Regions from separate parts of the Sus scrofa genome. Here region 1 is linked to region 2. The links are chromatin contacts, called in public Hi-C maps. All regions are on one chromosome and are shown on one strand. The core of a region is the stretch at or near the end of the contact, and the rest is flanking DNA. Distances in the headings are between cores, read along the strand shown. Region 1 holds the start of SUB1 (activated RNA polymerase II transcriptional coactivator p15). Region 2 holds the start of MTMR12 (myotubularin-related protein 12).

Region 1 (5,419 bases), core at 2,806-5,305, 220 kb before region 2:
TCATGATCCTTAGTGGAAGGTATAAACTATTAAATGTTCCACCAAATTAAAGTTAGGTAAAATATAATGCATATTTATGTCCACAAATTGGAAAAGCGATTTAATGTAAGTGCTTAAAAGATTAATAGTACTATTTAAGATAAATAGCAAAAATTAGCGCAATAAGCAGTATGAGGCTTTGGATAGTCCCTGTGGACCGGCACACAATTGGCACATAAAAGCTCCAGAAAAATTTGTTAAATGAATGTATTCAAATGTTATACTGTAAGAAAATTTTAAACTCTGACATTTCCTCCTCAAATATAACTGCATATTCTTTGAAGCTTTTCAACCTTCCACGTGATACTTTATTTTCCTATAAAAAGTCCATCTCCTCCAAGATTCTCATATAAGCTCTCTTTTCTTCTAACACTGCTAACTGAGCTCAGGGACACAACTGTGTAAGCTTCAAGGAGATAAAGGACAGTGAGATGCTCAGTTAAGCAGATGCACAGTTAAGTTTATAGCATATCTGTTATCTAATGCAGAAAAAGCCTAGTCTATCAAAATGGGTAATTTCATGTTAGCTTTGCTGAGTGCTGATCTAACTAAAAGGAGGAGACCAGAGTAAATAACATTCTAATTTAAAATGTACCAAGCCTCCATTTTATGTAATCCCCGGAGGCAGAATAAACATCAAGGCTGAGAAGCCTATCAAACTGACATCTGCTTTCCAGGAGTTCAGATAATTTGGCTCAACTACTACACAGAATACCTAGAGACTAGGCAGACTACTAGATAATGGCAAGTAATGGCTTTGGCCTAATTCTAGCGCTTTTCCTCCAGGGTCTAAGGCAGTGGTCCTGCAGCTTTAGGGCTCCTAAAAACCTCAGCAGGAGACTTGTTAAAGTCAGAAGACATGCGCAGGTCTGACCTAGGGGCTTGGCATGTGTGTATGATTAAAAACCCTAGGCACTTTAGTCAAACGATCCAGGAGCCACCTGCTCTTTCAGAAACACCTATCCAGGCACTCGGTTTTAAGACTCTAACATGCTTTGCAGTTCTTCAGAACTGGAGGTGAGCAATACTGCTGAATTAATTATCACAAAAGTGACATGGTAGAGGTATAGTCACCTTTTTGTCAACTTCACTGTCAGAATCGCTGCCAGAAGAGCTTGAAGAAACAAGTTCCTTTGACTTCGGCATTCTGAAAGGAAAATACATTATGTAAGTAATTTACAAATTGTTCCATTACCTTCAACATAACTCTCCCCCAATTAGATTCCAGATGCTCCAAAATTCATTCTACCATTTTGTGGTACTGGAATTGTTACACTGAGGACAATGCTAGAAGTTATGTTCTTCCAAGTTGAAAATAACATGGCAGAGTGAAGTGCTCTGTATACAGCAAGAAGAACTAAATGTCATGTACATCTCATACTCCTACACCTCTCTCTTTCCCAAAGCCAGCGGGTCTTTTTATACTTCATTTTAGCAGGGTTAGATGTTTATGGATAGGGTAAATTGCAAGAAGGCAGCTGACAGCAATCCCTGCTAAAACCAGGAATATACATGAATAGTAATTTTCAGTACTGCTTTATACTTCCCATTGATGAGACTAAGTGTATGATCATTCACTGTGGGACTCCAACATACCAACAGCATGGCGAACTGTACTGTACAGATGTCGATATCTAGTTAAATTTTTACCATTATGATCCTATTTTTCATATTTTGTATATATTAATTTGGGGGGGGCTTTTTGACCATGCCATCAAAAGAGCAAGTACTGATTCAGAGTTGTACATAATTCACAGTTCATTACATTTTATACTGACTTTCTACTCTGGAGTATGACTAAAATTTGAAGACTCTGCTAATCAGAGGGGCAAAACCTTGCCTCAAATTCCTACTATGACCCTAGTTCCCAAGGCCCCCCAGACAGAGGTACATAAATCAGTGCCTTGCTTTCACATGCCTGAGAGCAAGGCACAGTCTTCTTCCTTTATGTTTCCCAAATTTCAAGCAATTCCAAGGCTTGCTGTACCTCTTTCCAAAGCACTATTACAAAAGTGGTAAAATGCTGGAGTTCCCGTCATGGCTCAGTGGTTAACGAATCCTACTAGGAACCATGAGGTTTTGGGTTCGATCCCTGGTCTTGCTCAGTGGGCTAAGGATCCGGCGTTGCCGTGAGCTGAGGTGTGGGTCGTAGACGCAGCTCGGATCCCTCCATGCTGTGCTCTTGCCTAGGCCGTAGGCCGGTGGCTACAGCTCTGATTACACCCCAGACCTGGGAACCTCCATATGCCGCGGGAGTGACTCAAGAACAGGCAAAAAGACCAAAAAAAAAAAAAAAAAAGTGGTAAAATGCTTACTTTCAAAACGAGTATCTTTTGTTCTCTCCATCTCTGAAAAGCCTGAGTCTTATTAATTTTTGTGTGCCATAAAGGGCCCAATGTACACAACACATACTGTAAATGGTTGCTGGATGAAAGATCACAAATAACGCAGCTCTCGACTAAACTTGCATTTGCACTGGCACTGAATGTGCCGCACAATAGGAGGTCAAGGTAAAAGAAATGGGCCATCCCCGGCCAGCACTAAATTCAAGAAGCTCAAACTATGCCCAACTCAGCCTTACTGCTTTTAACTGGCAATTTCTTGATGACAGGAGGAGTAAATTCAGAAGGGAGCAGCAACATTCATAAAACCACGTTGTATACATGAGTCCTGTTAGTGCCCCACTTTACAACCTAATCTCCAAAATCAATCTTGTTGTTTTTTATGCTAGTTGCGATTAATGCCCAAGAAACATTTTTTAAGGTAATTAAATTGAACATAATCTATATTTCACTTTAAAACGGTCAAGCATAACTATACCATCTGTTCGTTAAAGGTACCTGGGGGCCTAAGACCATTTCAAAGAACCACCTCGTGTCTAACCCAAGTCAGTCCATCCGACACGAAGAGAAGGCAATGGTAACTAAAGCCAGCCTCTTTGAACTTCTAACAAAATACATTTTAATTTTTACTGAATAAGCCTTTACTGTTCGAGGTAAAAAAGGGGGCGGGGCAGGCTCCTCCTGAAGGCAAAAATGATACGAAAAGCGCCGGTATAGAACATACACAAAACACAACCTAAAAATCAATCTTCTATCTTTGATGAAGGCATGGGGGAGGGAGCATTAGAAAAGACGAGGTGAAAATAAACTAGGACCAAAGGACAGACGAATTCGGTACAACACGAGGGTGATAAACACTAAAACGGAGAAGGGGGGGTCTCACAAGACCAAGAACCTCGGGACAGGCAACGACTTGGGCGAGGGGAGGCAGGTTGGTCGGAGGGGGCGTGGGAAGCAGCGAAATGCGGAGGAGACGGTGTGGGAAGAGGAGGGACTTGCACCAAGCGCCATTTTCTTCTCTCGAAGCGCTCGCTACCCCCCAGCAAACCAGCCGTCCCCTGCCACCCCAGTCTCTACTGCCGCCCCCTGGGTTCTCCTCCGCCCTGGCCCACTCTCCCTCACCCCTGGAGGGCCCCCCCAATCCTGGGGGCAGGGGTGGGGGCACCAGAGAGGCCTAGGGCAAGCGCAGGCCCCGCACGCGCCCCCGCCCGAGCCCAGGCCGCCGCATTGTCCCGGGGGCGCCCCGGCCCCCTCCCCGCGGCTCCTCGCCCCGGCCCGGCCGTGTCCAGCCGCCCCAGGCCGCTGTCCCCGGGTGCCACCTCCAGGCGCCGAGGGGCCTGCACCGCGTGAGGCGCGGGGTCGGGTACAGAAGAGAGGGTCAGGGGAGGCGGAGGAGGAGAAGCTGGAGATCGGGCACCGCCGCCATTTCCCGCTGCCGTCGCGGACGAGAGGGAACGAGGGGAGGTAGTAAGCGGTTGGGCTGAGGGGGTGGGGGTCGGCCAGGTCGGGGTTTCGAAGGAGGAGGACCGGGACCCGAGTACTCACGCTCCGCTCGGGTAGGCGAACCACCTCCTGCTGGCTCGCTTGCTCTCGACTGACAGAGAACCGGAACTGACGGCAGCTAAGAGTCTCCGGCCCCGCCCCGCTGGGACCGCGGACACGTGATGGGGCGTGGCCTCCCCGCGGAAACCAACACCGAGACCCTTTCCAGGGCTTTAAAGGGACCTCCCCTGGTCCTGAACCGATGCCGTTAAAAGTGAGATGCAGCCAAGACTGGATCAGACCTGTGAGGGAACGAGGGAATGAATAAAACAAGAATGACAAGCACCGAGCTTTGCATTTGTTTAATAAATGTTTTCTTGTATTAAAATGAAATGTCCATACATGACCCTGGCTGGTAAAATTCAAAGGGAAGAAGCCAAACTCACAGCATTTAATTCCAGAAAGTGGGGAAAGGAAAAAAAAAAAAAAAACTTTGCAGACCTCTTCGGTCACATACACATCCTTAATACCTAAACTGAATCCTGGAGGTGTATGGTAGTTCACAGAAGGCAAGAGAAATCCATACTACAAGCAGGAACACGGCCAATAGATTATTTGAATGAATATTTAATGAATGCCTACTATGGCCAAGAATATATATATATATATAAGCCAAGAATAAATATAAGCTCATATATGTACATGTATGTACATATATTTATTCTACACACATTTATCAAACACCTATGTTCCAGACACTGCAATGAGGCACTTAAATATTACTTATCCTAACAAGCACTTTCCAAAGTATGAATGATTATTCTCTCCATTTTGTAGATGAGGACATCAAGGATCAACAAGATGAAAGACATCTGCTGTAGGCTGTACAGGGAGTGTGTCATGACTCAAACCCTGCACTGCTGGAGTCACACTGGACGGACTGAGGAAGACTGAAAAAGCTCGAGCCCATTCCCAATCATGCAGTGTCAGGCTAGATGACCATTTTTAAAAAGAAAAAAAAAAAGTGTAGAATTCCTTTTATATGATGTTCCTACAAAGGCAAGAATAATACATGGGGATCTAGGTTAGGTTACCTTTCGGGAGTATCGCTTGGAGTGAGAGTGAAGGAACCTGCTGGAATGCTGAATATATCTTGGTCTGAGTGGTGGTTAGATTTTCACCTAATATCTGTGCGTTTTACAATACATAAAGATACATTTCGATGAGAAAATTGAAAAAGTCAAAAAGAAAAATGAGAAAATTGAACTGTTAAAAATATGAAATTGGAGTTCCCGTCATGGCTCAGTGATTAACGAATCCAACTAGGAACCATGAGGTTGCCAGTTCCATCCCTGGCCTCGCCCAGTAAGTAAAGGATCCAGCGTTGCTCTGAGCTGTGGTGTAGGTCGCAGAGGCAGCTCGGATCCCAAGTTGCTGTGGCTCTGGCGTAGTAGGCCAGCGGCTACAGCTCCGATTAGACCCTGGCCTGGGAGCCTCCACATGCTTCGGGTACAGCCCTAAAAAAGCAGAAAGACAAAAAAAAAAAAGAAAAAAAG
Region 2 (5,330 bases), core at 2,332-4,831:
GTCTAGGAGCTGCCATCTGTGTTTATTAATAGATGGGGAATTATTTGACCTCAGCATGACAGGAATTTTTCAGTCAGTTGGGAGGGACTCTCCCAAGGAGATTTGATCCACACCCTAAAGATCAAGTGAAAATGTGCTGATAGCTGGAGAACCTTAACAGGAAGATGGAAACAGATGGTAGCTTTTTCTCTGTCCTCACTCCCTTACTTTTCCCTAAAGAAAGTGTGGGTTTTCATCACTGAGTCGAAAGTGCCCCGGAAGCAGCCAGCCATTCAGTCTTTAAAAGTGTTCCTCCTGTGCTGGCTATAGATTTCTGAGAGTGTATGGATGCAGTGGTTGTGTCAAGTTTCTAGAATCATCACTTTGCAAACCCATTTGATCACAAATGGATGCTAAAGAGCAGAATAAAGTAATTATTATAAACCATTAAAGCAGGATGTTTTGAAGGGAGGGTAATTCAATGTGGTGGATTAGAAATAAAAGCCATTATTTCTAGTCCGAGGGTTGGGCGCATGTTAAAAACAAAAACAAGAAGTTCAGTTTCTAGCCTCACTCAGCAGGTTAAGGATCTGGTGTTGCTGCAAGCCAAGGTAGGTGTAAGTCGCATATGTGGCTCAGATCTGGCATTGCTGTGGCAGTGGCCGGTAGCTGCAGTTCCGATTTGACCCCTAGCCTGGGAATTTCCATATGCCTTAGGTTTGACCATTAAAAAAATAATAATAAATAAATAAATAAAATTAAAAATAAACATTAAAAACAAACAAAAAAGGAAACAGATGCCTTTGTTTAACAGGTGCCTTGGCTGATCACTGGGAGAAGTCACTGTGCTTCTCTCTCTACAGTCCTGGAAAAGGGGTAAATTGTGTCCTGCTCTCTAGGACTGTACTAAGGTCAGCCAGCACCTATTTAGTTCTTGCTGCCTACTAGGCATCACCTGGATTATCTCATTGAAGCTTCATAACAATACTCAACCAGCTTGATGTAATTATTATTGCAGTTACTATCATCCTAGATAGAAATAGAGGCACAGAGAGATGGAGTAACTTCTCCAAGTTCACAGATAATAAAGGGCATAGTCAGGGCCAGTGCAAAATGAAGATTGTGGAGTCCTGGCCCAAGACAAGGAAGTTAATTTCCCTTCCCATAGACGGAATGGGGGTGTGGGTCTGACTTCCATGGGATTGGAGCCTGACCACATTTGGTAGCTGCAGGGGAGTGGTTGAAAGGCCCTGGCCTGTTGCCATAGAGCTGCCAGCCTAGGGCAGGGATGGCTGCTTACACCACCCAGAGACCTGGAACGGATTGGGGCCTGTGACTGACCCTGACCACCTTGTCAATGTTCAGGCACTCATGGGGGCTAGGAGTTCCCCTCTGTCAATGAGGCCCGACTGCAGCTCCAAGAGGTCAGCAGTAATCTAGGTCTGGCTGGGGCAGTCCAGGGTGCCAGGGCACAGTGGGCACACAAGAGGACATAGAATGGCACAGGAGCTGAGGCTGCAAGACCCCTTCATTGGCTCTACTGTCACATCAAACTTCACTTAAAAAACACAAATTTGGGAGTTTCCATGGTGGCTCAGCAGGTTAAGAACCTGACTAGTATCCATAAGGGTGAGGGTTTGAGTCCTGGCCTCACTCAGTCGGTTAAGGATCCTGTGCTGCCATGGCTGTGGCGTGGGCTGGCAGCTGCCGCTTGGATTCAAACCATAGCCCGGGAACTTCCATATGCCACAGGTGTGACCCTACAAAGAAAAAAAACAAAAACACAAATTTAAAGGTAAAATGATTCAGGATTTGAAGACAGAAGCCACAAAGCATTTAAACCCCAGCCCTTCTAAGTGCAAGTCTTGTGTGACTGCGCTAGTTGCATGTCTGAGAAGCAAGCCCTGGCCACAGGCGGCCATGCTAACATACTGACTATGGTGGAAGAACATGAAAAATTCAAAGTTCTTTGAGAAGTAAGAAAGTAAAAATTTGTTCAGACTGTAAAAATATGCCCTGCCATTTCACTTTGATTGTTTTTTTTGTTTGTTTGTTTTGTCTTTTTTTTTTGCCATTTCTTGGGCTGCTCCCTCTCGGCATATGGAGTTTCCCAGGCTAGGGGTCTAATCGGAGCTATAGCCACTGGTCTACGCCAGAACCACAGCAACGCAGGATCCGAGCCGCGTCTGCCACCTACACCACAGCTCACTGAGCAAGGGCAGGGACCGAACCCGCAACCTCATGGTTCCTAGTCGGATTCGTTAACCACTGCACCACGACGGAAACTCCCATTTCACTTTGAAAAGTAAAAACTTCTGCGAAATATAAAGTAATACTATTAGTCTCCACAAATAACGTCATTCCCAACACCTCCCTAAGGTATATCTTTCAAATGAAGTCTGACTTGGCCTTCCCAAAGAGAATTGACCATTCTTTTATTGGGCTTCTTCCCAATTTGTATAATTATAATGTTCAGAACCTGGGCTTTGGAATCAGACACACCTGGGTTGGAATCCCAGCTCTGTTAGTGACTTATTATGAGATCTGGATAAATTACTTGCATTTGCTCTTCCACCTGAGAACCAGGATAATGTAATTCAGGGGTGGCTCCAGAACTGCAGTATCTGATAGGCTGAAGGATGGCAATCTGGTTGAAATGAGGCCACAGGACTTGTCCTGACCTATGTGTGCAAAAGTAAGCACATTCATTTTCGCTTAGAGTTTATGTTTATTTGGAGTGGCTTTGCTGGTGACCATGGGGCAGTCATGGAGAAGAAGAGGGTAAAGAGCCATTGATGGACTAGAATGCTTAGCAGGGTCTGATAGCGAGAAAATTAACTGCAAATATTTATTATTAGTTTTTTCCACTAGACTGAATTTCTTTAGAGCTGGTCCTGTCTTATTCATCTGTGTCTAAAACTATGCTTAGCGTCAAATGTCTAATGTAAATGAATTTTCTTTACAATCTTCACTAAAAATGAGGGTTTTATCGGAACTGGAGAAGGCAGATGAAAGACACCTCTTAAAGGCTTTGGTCATTCTGTTAGAAACACAGAGAAACAAACACAAAAGTTTAGAAAAATGAGGTCGACAAAGTCTTTTATGATCAAATATTTAAACCTGTTCCTAGATGCCTCTTATCACTTGGTTTGTCTAATTCGCATTCGGTGATATCTGACACCGCGCACTTGGGGAAATTTCATTCCAAAATGGCAAGAGAAGAGAACGACTGCAGTAAATCAAAGCTCACAACTCAGTGACTGCAGAATCTGTGGGCGACTGCGATGTTCTTACTATCCAATCGCCGAGGAGTCCGGAGAGAACGCTCTCTGGATTGGTCAGAGGAAACATCGCTCCAGGTTCATTCAAAGGGGCTTGAAGTGGGGGCTAGGCCCGCAGAGCCTTCTGGCCAATCAGAGGACGCATGACGGCGGGCTTTGCCGAACATAAGGAAAGGGACCTATCTCGGAAGGCGAGTATCCGCCAGTCAGCCCCGCAGGTCGGGAGCGGAGGGGGCGTGGCCTCCGGCAGCGAGTCCCAGACACCCTCGGCCCCCGTGGAGTGGGCGGGGCCCGCGGGCCTGGGCGGGGCGAACGGTGTCAGCGGCTGAGCCGGATGCGGGCGGCGCCGCGGCCGCCGCGGCCCTGGGGATGGGCGGAGCCCCCGCCGCCAGTGCTGGTGGCCGCTGCGAGCGGCCGCCTTTGCTCCCGCGCGTCGCTGCTTCTCAGGGCGGCGGTATGCTGGGGAAAGGGGTAGTCGGCGGTGGCGGCGGCACCAAGGCGCCGAAGCCCTCCTTCGTGTCATACGTGCGCCCAGAGGTGAGGAGGCGCCGCGCGGGCGGGGCGTCGGGCAGGAGCGGCCGGGGCGAGGGGCGCCGGGAGCCCCTTCCCTGCCGCTGGAAGGGCCGCGAGCGCTTCCTGCCGGTGTCCGGGAGGGAAGCCGGGCAGGGTGAGATCCCCAGGGGCGCGCTGGGCCTCCCCGCCGACCCGGGTGGGGATCTCCCGGCGCAGGCAGGCAGGTGCCCGAGTGAGGGCCCGGCTCTCTGGCGACCAGGTGAAGGGGCCCGAGACGGGGAGGTACTGCGGCCCTCAAGCTCCTGGCTACAGTGGAGGGGAGCTGGGGTTTGGAGCACCGCGGGAGGGGAAGGGTTGGAAGGGTCTGGACCCCCGTGGGGACCTGCCCAGAGCCTGCAGTCCGGGTGGGTCTGCCCTGCCCTTGGAATTTCTCAGCGAGCGTGTAGAGCTTGCTTATCTTAGCAGCTTGCTTCTGAGTGCTATTTGATGCCGCTGGTGGGATACCGTGCACTGCCTCCCGCCTCCCATCAGCACTGCAGGGAGAAAATGTGGGTCGGTCCCAGCCTCAGTCAGTCTCTGCCTCTCCTTGTGAATTCTCCGTCGCTTCTTCCCGCTTTCATTTCACCCCTCACCATCACCCTTTCGACGTCCTCCAGGAGTTTACTGTCAGGTTCATTCATTCATTCAGAAAATATTTTTTCAACTCCTATTCAGTGCCAGGCACTGTTCTAAACTGGGGTATACATCAGTGAACAAAACAAAGATCCCTGTTGTTCTGGATCTTATCTGAGGGAGAGAGGAGTAAACGACAGATAAAATACATAAAAGTAAATGATATGGCGTATTAGAAGTTGAAAAGTATCACGGGAAAAGAAAAGACCCCTCTTTCCTCCTTGTACAGTGGCATTTGAGCAAAGACTTGGAGGATGCTTGGGATCTGAGGTGCAGGTGGAGCGAAGAGTCTGGAGTGTTGGAGGGGCATCAAGGAAGCCGGACCTGCAGAATCCGGTGGGGGAAGGGGAGAGTCAAAGAACAGGAGGTTAGAGAGGTTACAACTTGTAGGTCATGCTGAGGGCTTCTTGAGCAATAGCTCCCAATCCGAATACCTAATTAGATGTGTTTTCATTTTGGATTTCTCCAGGTTTTTTCCTGCTCCTCTCTCAGCCCTTTAATTAGCCCTGTGCAGGCACACTAGAAGACTCTTGTGCTGTCTTTCCACTTGGGTAAAGCAAAGGCAGGTGGGCTATGGATGGGCGGTCTTGATCTGGGACTGCTTCTCTAAGACCACCTGTGGCCCAAAGCCTTTGCATATCTATCTTTAAATTCAAATGTGTCTTTCTTTCAGTGGAGTGGACTTATTTTTAGCCCTAATTTTAAAATAAAAACCACTTCCTTTGTAAATGCTTGATAAGGAGTCAGGGTCATCTTGAGTTTTCAACAGGCTCCCCTTATGTGTGGAGGGTAAGTCATGTGGTCATTTTCTCTTTGTGTCTTTTTTTTTTTGATTGAGCCCTGGTTGAAGTACAACTGATCTTTTAACCTTTCCTCTTCAGTGAG

What was found. A called contact is a pair of places that touch in the nucleus more often than the background predicts.
Region 1: a contact with region 2 is called in a Hi-C map of liver, with 4 times the contacts expected there. The contact joins the promoter of SUB1 here to the promoter of MTMR12 in region 2. A contact is called at or near these places in 1 of 5 promoter capture datasets (fetal liver) and 2 of 47 Hi-C or Micro-C datasets (liver and skeletal muscle).

What each region holds. Positions count from the first base shown.
Region 1 is chr16:18,757,522-18,762,940 of Sscrofa11.1, reverse strand. SUB1 (activated RNA polymerase II transcriptional coactivator p15) reads right to left here and starts at 4,055. Exons shown (of 5, transcript XM_021076608.1): 1 at 3,927-4,055; 2 at 1,114-1,186. The coding sequence starts at 1,185.
Region 2 is chr16:18,536,144-18,541,473 of Sscrofa11.1, reverse strand. MTMR12 (myotubularin-related protein 12) reads left to right here and starts at 3,581. Exons shown (of 17, transcript XM_021077144.1): 1 at 3,581-3,797. The coding sequence starts at 3,630.